Regions from separate parts of the Macaca mulatta genome. Here region 2 is linked to region 1. A link is a contact called in public Hi-C data. All regions are on one chromosome and are shown on one strand. The core of a region is the stretch at or near the end of the contact, and the rest is flanking DNA. Distances in the headings are between cores, read along the strand shown. Region 1 has its middle 23 kb from the start of ABCC10. Region 2 overlaps TTBK1 (tau tubulin kinase 1).

Region 1 (4,051 bases), core at 395-2,894:
TCCCAGTTCCTCATAGGCTGAGTACTATGGGGTCACAATCTTCCCAGATGTTGCTCTTTAAGTGTTTGACTTACGACCTAAGTAGCTGGACAGACTGATAAAACAGACAAAGTGAGCTATTTGCAGACTAGTAAATTTTTATCTTAGACTAAACTTCTTTGGTTCAGGCGAAGGCAACTCAGGCGGGAGGGGAGGCCAACAAGCAGGCATTGGCTATCCAAGCAGGGGCCTAGTATATCCTGTTTCTTCTGTAGTTTGCTGACCCAAGCCAATTCACGGCACTTTGTCTTGAAATGGACCAGTGTATGCATTATTTCCTTCAATTCCCTCCTCTATTTCTTTTTACTCCTATTGGTCCCATTTTCACATTTATTTTTGTGTCCTTTGGTTCTTAAATTTATTAGGTACTCCTCTAGGGACTCCTACTGAGTTAATATAAGTGCTGGGATTAAAATAATTTGTTAGATCTCTCCAACTTCAGTGGCCATGTGGATTCTCGGGAATCTTATGGAATGCCAGAGTGAAGGGAATGGCCACTTGAACTAAAGCACAAGTTCCAGTGGACGGTAACAGGTTAGGAAGGTTTCTCTTCCCAAAATATCACCAGACATCAGCCTGGGGTATATGAAATGCTGAGTAATTGCCTTTATTTGACTCACCAGTAACGTTTAGGATGTAGGTACAAGCTGAGAATTTTCCCACGGGCTTGCTGAACTCTGCCACCTGTCTAGAGAGGCAAGAGGAGTGGTTCATATTCCCTTTGGAGAACGAGGGGATTGCTCTAGGGTCTGATCTCTGCAAGACGGGAAACAGCAATGATAGACTTTTGTAAGTCTTTTTTCCCCATGCATTCGTGTCCTGGTATAGAGCCAACATGCAACACATTCCGTCGGGATTGGTATCCCATCCTAGGGAAATGGAGCCACCTGTGCCTGAGGCTGCCCAGCAGAGCATGCATAACAGTTGGTCTTATTAAGAGCTAGTATTGGCTGGGTGCAGTGTCTCAATCCTGTAATCTTAGCACTTTGGGAGGCCAAGGCAGGTGGATTGCCTGATTCAGGAGTTTGAGACCAGCCTGGGCAACATGGTAAAACCCCATCTCTATTAAAATACAAAAAAAAAAAAAGGATTAACAGGGCATGGCAGCGTGCGAGTAGTTGAGTAGTTCCAGCTACTCGGGAGGCTGAGGCAGGAGAATTGCTTGAACCCAGGAGGCGGTGGTTGCAGTGAGCTGAGATCGTGCCACTGCACTCCAGCCTGGCAACAAAGCGAGTCTCCATCTCAAAAAAAAAAAAAAAAAAAAAAAAAAAAAAAAAAGAGCTAGTACCAAATATTTGACCCATTCAACCCAGGCATTTACATTCCTATATTCAGTCTCAATTTCTAAAGTCTGCCTCAAGTCAGTTACCTTAATTATTTTTATTCTTTTAGAGTTATTGTCTGGTGGATTAAAGGAGGTAGTGGGACCAGGAGTTATAGTAATCCTGGGTGGGCTCGGGGTGGAGTTGGTGATTAGCCTAAGAGTAAACTGTTCCACGGGATTGCTTCCTGAGATATCTATTCCTAATACATACCTCCAAGGTTCTTGGTCTAGAGTAGCTGGATTGTTTATGGTAATTAATGTAGGATTGCATTCTAAATTTCTACAGTTAGGTGGCGTAGCGCCCTTACACAAATGTATTTCATTCCATAAGGGTTTGTTTTTGGAAGAATGATTCACCCAGCTTTGATATTGAGTGGTCCACCAGACCTGATTCCAGCTAGCACAGGGCTTTTCTGAGAGGGCCCAATAACGGTCTGTTTTAGGACATAGATCTTTGTCTGCTTGTGACAACAGTCTGTGGTTCCCTAAATTCCCTCAAAGTAAGACTTGGCAGGTATTACATTTCATAGTTTGGGGCAGGGTGGAGGTCTTGGTTTTGTTGACTATTAGTTTGGATATTCCCCACTTTTCACCCCTAGTACTGGGCCCTATTCAATATGTAGGTCTCCTTTCACCCCTTGTGTTAGGATTAATCCTAACCATATCCACCCCCAATGACGGAGCCTGCTTATAGTTTCCTTTTAGGTTTTTCTTAGAGTTAGCTTTAAGGGTTCCTTAGGTGATCTATACACTTCCCATTCACCTTTTTCCCTTCCTTCTGGGGTTTCTTTTACCAGTCTCTTGATCTGAGTGTATGTGTCCACCCCCGTTCAGCCGTTCCTACAGCTGTCTCAGTGATCAGGAGCACTTGATAGGAACCTTCCCAGCTTGGGTGGAGATTGTCGTCTTTAATTGCCATGCTGGAAGTGGTGACCTGTGAATTCAAGAGGCAGGGTTTGAGTTAGAAGTCTTTTTAACCTAAGGGACAATAGGGTGGAGGATATGGGCAGTGTATAATTTCTTTTTCTTTTTCTTTTTTTTTTTTTTTTTTTGAGACAGAGTCTCGCTCTGTCACCCAGGCTAGAGTGAAGTGGCACAATCTCAGCTCACTGCAAGCTCCACCTCCCGGGTTCACACCATTCTCCTGCCTCAACCTCCCAAGTAGCTGGGACTACAGGTGCCCTCTATCACGCCCAGCTAATTTTTTTTTTTTTTTTTTTTTTTTGTATTTTTAGTAGAGACTGGGTTTCACCGTGTTAGCCAGGATGGTCTCGATCTCCTGACCTCGTGATCCTCCCACTTCGGCCTCCCAAAGTGCTGGGATTACAGGCTATAATTTCTTAAAAATTGATCTTTGGTTTCCATAGTAGGAAGGTCAGTAGTTCTGCCTAAATACAGGAATGCTTTGTAATGGTCTTAACCCAGGAGGTCTTCCTCTGGTACTGTTTTCTAACTACCTTTTTGTTTATTTTTTGGCAGGTTACACAACCCCCACACACCTGTTTAGCAAGGGTATAAGCCCCTATACACCCATAATTTTTGAGTATTGCATCACACATGGCCTGGGGACCCCAGTGACTTCCCTTACGCAGTATGGACATTAGTTGTCTCATAAGGGGTTTGTTTATCATTTCTCTACCGTTAGGGAGCACCCACCTTCCATCCTTAGTTTGAGTGGTTCCTATCTTGCCCAGTTCTTCCTCCTCCTCTTTAGAAAACTGGGGTCTTGGCCGGGCGCGGTGGCTCAAGCCTGTAATCCCAGCACTTTGGGAGGCCGAGACGGGTGGATCACTAGGTCAGGAGATCGAGACCATCCTGGCTAACACGGTGAAACCCCGTCTCTACTAAAAACATACAAAAAACTAGCCAGGCGAGGTGGCGGGCGCCTGTAGTCCCAGCTACTCAGGAGGCTGAGACAGGAGAATGGCCCGAACCCGGGAGGCGGAGCTTGCAGTGAGCTGAGATCCGGCCACTACACTCCAGCCTGGGCGACAGAGCGAGACTCCGTCTCAAAAAAAAAAAAAATAATAATAATAAGAAAATTGGGGTCTTAATACCACCTTAGGGATATCTGGTATTGGGCTAAACAGTCTCACTTCTTCCTCCAGGGAGGCTTGCTTAGCAGCTTCATCTGCAAGCCTGTTCCCTACAGCTTCTATAGTGTTTCTTTTCTGATGGCCATTTACATGAACTATGGCTGTCTCTGCTGGAAGCAGGAGGCTTTTAGAAACTTGTTTGACCAGTTCTCCATGTACTAGTTCTTTCTAGTACTATTTATTAGGCCCTGCTTTGTCCAGATTTTTTCAGAGGTGTGTATTACTCCATAGGCATATTTGGAATTAGTATATAGTGCCTTCTTGGCCTTCTAGGAGCTTTAGGGCCTGGTTAAGAGCGTATAATTCACAGGTTTGGGTTGACCAGCTATTAGGTAATCTACCTTTTTCACATAGGATTGTTTGTTTCCATTAATAACAGCATAGCTATTGTGTCTTTTACCATCTATCACTCGGGATGACCCATCGACAAACAGCCTTATTCCATCATGTAGTGGAGTTTCTTTAAGGTCTGATCTAACTTTAGTTTGATATTCTATGATGGCTTCTTATTCTCCTCTCCTTTCCATGAAAAACTGGCTGGAGTTAGGTTAGGCACCTCCCCAAGGCCCATTGATCCCAGGAGGAACTTGGG
Region 2 (4,207 bases), core at 516-3,015, 140 kb after region 1:
TTCGTAAGCACACTCTTACGCACAAGTGTACGCGCATGCACACAAGCAAACATACAGACACAGTCTCACTGAAATAAACATTTTGCAAATCTTCGGGCCTCCTCCCCTCCCCATACAGGCACTGCCCTTTCTGGCATCCACTTCGCTACTACCCCATTCCCCAGGGAAACAAAGGTGCTGGCTGACATGGGCAGGATGAATAAAGGGAACCTTGGGCTCCCTGCAGTGACAGTTGGGGGCTGAGAAATGGGCAGAAGAGGCATGAGCAAGCTGACATCCTGACACTTCCCCACTCCCAAGTGTCCAGATCCCTATCCAACCTGCCTCTCTTCTGTTGTGTCTTCACTACCACCCTTGGGGGCTCACCGAGCACCTACAGGAAGGAGTCACCCTCTGAGAAGGGCAGAGGTGGGGCTGCTCCCACCTGGGATTTGTCCTGAGACACTGGTTTTGCTGACAAGCACATACATGGTTTCTCGCCTCATCCTTAACAACCACCTTTGCTGCCACTGCTTCTAAGCTGGGTCTCCTCGTTGCTCAGTTCTAGCCAGCTTTGAGAGGTGGATCCCAGGTCCCTCTCGTCCATCCTCAGTTCCTGAGGAGCCGAGGACAGACATCCAATCCTACCAGGGAGATGGCACAGGTGTCTTCGGGGAGGGGCAGCCTACCATGGACTGAGCCTTCCTGGGGTAAGATGTGTGAGGAAGGAACTCTGTCCTCAATAACAATGGCCTGGGAAAGTCTCGCTAAGTCACAGGGCTGCCTCCCCCCATCGCTGAGCATTGAAACACTCCCCACCACATTCCAAACCTGGCTGCCCTGGTCTCCATCCCATACACAGAGCCGCGCGCGCGCGCGCGCACACACACACACACACACACACACACACACACACACACACACACCCCCCACACAAGGAGGGTCTTGGTCTCCTGCCAGCCCCTCGGGGTGGATCAGACCCAGCCATGCCAAGAGATCACAAATTAAACAGAACAAAGCCCATGCCAGAGTGCCTCTGGCCCTGCAGGCCTCATCTCCCTGACACCTTACTTTCCACTGGACTCCGGACCCACCAGTGGCTCCAGCTGAGCGCCCCTGTCCTGGAAACTGTACCACCAGCCCCACCCCTCCCTGCACCATTTGGCTGGCACCTACAAAGGGAGCTGATGCAGGGGTGGGACGGAGACTCTGCTTGGGGTGGGAGTATTACAGTACCTTGGGCCAACGTTCTAGGGGGGCTGTATTGCATGATGGGGTGGGATGGGTGTGAGTGTGTGATTATTGCGTCCTGGGAAGGAACCATGGTCTCTGCCTGCTCCCCACCCCCCCCACCTGCCCCCTCCAGGAGGGGGGGGGCCCAGCCTAGGTCTTGTGGGTGAACCGGGCCCACACCTGCTGCAGCTGGGACCGCGAGATGCGGAGCACCGAGGGCATGAGTCTGTGGTTGCCAGCAGCGAGGGGCGCGTGGCGCCGGTGGGGCGCCCGCACAGGGCTGCTCTCGGCCGAGCGGCTGCGCTGAATGAGGGAACCGGAGGAGCCCGAGGAGCCGCCGCCGCCGGGGTGAGGGTAATGCTCCGTCTCCAGCGTGGAGGAGGAGAACACGGAGGACGCCAGTCGTCGCAGGGGGCTGTACCGCGGGAGGGAGTGCCCCGAGAGTCTGTCCTCCTCCAACTGAAAGAGACCAAGAGAGTGGAGGGAAAAGAGGTGTCAGGCACAGACTCGACAGCTCCGTCTCCGGGGCCACCCACCGCTCACAGCCCCTGCGGCGCCGGCGTCCCGGGCAAGTGGGCGGGGTCAGGCAGGGTGGAGGAGGGTGCAAACCACCCGCCCCAAGGTCCTGCCTCAGAATCTAGGCTCTGGCCTCCAACGCCCTTCCCCCTCCTCCTCCTCTCTGGAACTTATCACACTATGGTCTCTGCAAGGAGACCATGGTCACTCACCTCCTCCGAGAAGCCTTCCCGCTTAGTCCTACCTAGCTCAGGGTTGTTCTGGACTGGGGAACCCTTTCTCTTGGGAAGGTGGCTCTGTGCTCTGAGAGAGTTCCTTGCCATGTGTTGACAGCTGTGTGCTGCCTGTCTCCCCAGTTAGATTCCGTGCTACTCATTAGGTCTCAGAAACGTTCCCTGTACACCCTCCGCCTTGATACCCTCGTCCCATCACAGGGAAGTGTTGGGATCTGGGTGACAATGCGGCATAAGGTGGGACTCTAGAGCCCAATTACTCTGTTTGAATCCCAACTCCAACACTTAAAATCTGAGCAAGTTACTGCACCTCTCTGAGCCTCAGCTTCCTCCTCTGTAAAATGGGGGTCATAATGGTGCCCACCTCAAAGGGTGGTCGTGAGGATTCAATGTTATAAGATGCAGCACTTGGAACAGCACCCGCCATAGAGTAAATGCTGCACTCTTCACTGAGCCATTTTAGTATCTAATTTTAAATCACTCTTCCAAATGAGGGAAGGGATGGACTCGTAGGAGGAGGGGCAAACTGAAGTATTTTCTTGAAAGTGGCTTTTCCCCTGCCCCCCCAAAGGCTGAGCCACCAGGCAGCCTGTGTACGGGGCTGGGCAGAGCTGCTGCCTCATCTCCTTCAGGAAGAATCCTGCCCTGTGTCCCCATGCCCTCTGAGTGAAGTGGATGTGTCCCAGATATGTGGGGGCAGAAATGGCACCCAGGGCGTTACCAGACCTCTCCCAGCCTGACCCTCTCTCTTCCTGAGACTGAGGCCAGTTGAAATAGCTTTTACAGTGGCAACAAGGACTGACTGGGCCAGCTCCTCCAGGAAGGAGGGGGCCTGCGACACTCAGCTCCAGCATCCCTTGCTGCTGTCAAGTGGGGGCACAAGGGACTTGGCATGGAGCCTCCAGCAGAGTAGGGAAGAGGGAGAACATTCTAATAGGACTGGCTTTGCTCCCACCTTGCTTTCCCTTTCATCTTCTTTTTGGCCAAGTCTAGGATCCTTCTGAGCTAGTCTCATCTGCACTAAAGTTTAGGGGTCTAAGGCCCACCCAGAGATACCAAGGAACACAGGCACCGCTGTTGCCCAAAACCCCCTCTCACAGCACATGTGGGTGGCTTAACATTCCAGCCAGAGTTTGCTCAGCTGCCAGGCAGATTTTCACAGGATGGCATTGAATCCCAGAGTGCTCTTGCCCTTCAGACTGGGCACCACTTGTGGCCACCTGCTTGTCTTCACACCAGTTGAAATACCACCTGTGTGAGACCACTCCAGCTCCCTCCCCTGCAAGCTCCCAGCTTCTAGCAGATAAGAGTGCTCTGTTACCTCCCTGATGGACCTGGATTGTAAACATCTTTCTAGACCTTTGCATCTCCACCCTACCGCTTATGACCTTGAGCTCCAAAAGGGCAGGACTGGGCAGCTTTATTCATCTTTGTCCCCCAGCCCATAGCACACTGTCCAGCACGTGGCAGGGAAATGCTTTGGTGCCTGCCGGGCAGTGTCTGTGTACTCAGGGCTTGCTGACCTGCTGTGCTATCGGCCAGAGACAACCGATAAAGGCAGGCAAACAGCCCTCCCCCAAATCACACACTTGCTAGCCTGCTTCACCCTTGCCCTAGCTTTTCCCGCCACTCCTAATTTGCACCTTAAATTTCCTTGAGAAGAAAGCCAGGTGTGTGGGGAAAAAAAAAAAAAACCCACACACACACACCATCACCAAAGAACAATAGATACTTTTAAATAGCCCCAATTGTGCCTGCTTTCACACTGTTTCTCTCCCCGTTCCCCACATGTGCAGGTGACAGAGTTGTAGGTGCTCATAGTTTAAATGATTGGTGTTATGAGGAAGTTCACACATCAGGCACTGAGAAAATTGAGCTAGGTCTAGAGAGGGCTCCTCCAAAAAGGTGGCGGGGAAGAGGGAATTCAGCAGAGAGTTCTTGCCTGCCCTAAGCCGCATAATCTCCGCCTGTGGGTGGAGAATCCCAAAAACTGTGATTCTAGGATGCAGCCAGATTTGGGAGGCCCTGCCATAGGCCCAGGCTGGGCTCACCACTTCCTTCAGGCCAGCCCAAAGACAGAAGAAAAAAGTAGGCTGGTCCATTTCTTCCTGCTCCTCTACCCTTGATGAAGGAAGATCTCTGCTTCACCCCGCTGTCCTGAAGTACTTGGCAAAACATGTTATACCCCATATGTTCATCCAGAGACACACACAGAGGCTGCCCTGCACACTGACATGCCCACAGGC

What was found. Hi-C and Micro-C count contacts between places; a contact is called where the count stands out from the background.
Region 2: a contact with region 1 is called in a Hi-C map of CD4 T cells, with 5 times the contacts expected there. The contact joins two enhancer-like sites. A contact is called at or near these places in 2 of 14 Hi-C or Micro-C datasets (CD4 T cells and liver).

What each region holds. Positions count from the first base shown.
Region 1 is chr4:138,715,142-138,719,192 of T2T-MMU8v2.0, forward strand. No RefSeq gene overlaps it. Among named protein-coding and RNA genes, the nearest start is that of ABCC10, 23 kb to the left of the region's middle. Within about 2 kb of position 1,645, at least 6 of the 40 cell types and tissues checked have an H3K27ac peak or open chromatin away from gene starts, as enhancers often do. A contact at or near this core is called in CD4 T cells, where this site is marked.
Region 2 is chr4:138,859,141-138,863,347 of T2T-MMU8v2.0, forward strand. All of the region lies in intron 13 of TTBK1 (tau tubulin kinase 1), which reads right to left. Among named protein-coding and RNA genes, the nearest start is that of TTBK1, 26 kb to the right of the region's middle. Within about 2 kb of position 1,766, at least 10 of the 40 cell types and tissues checked have an H3K27ac peak or open chromatin away from gene starts, as enhancers often do. A contact at or near this core is called in CD4 T cells, where this site is marked.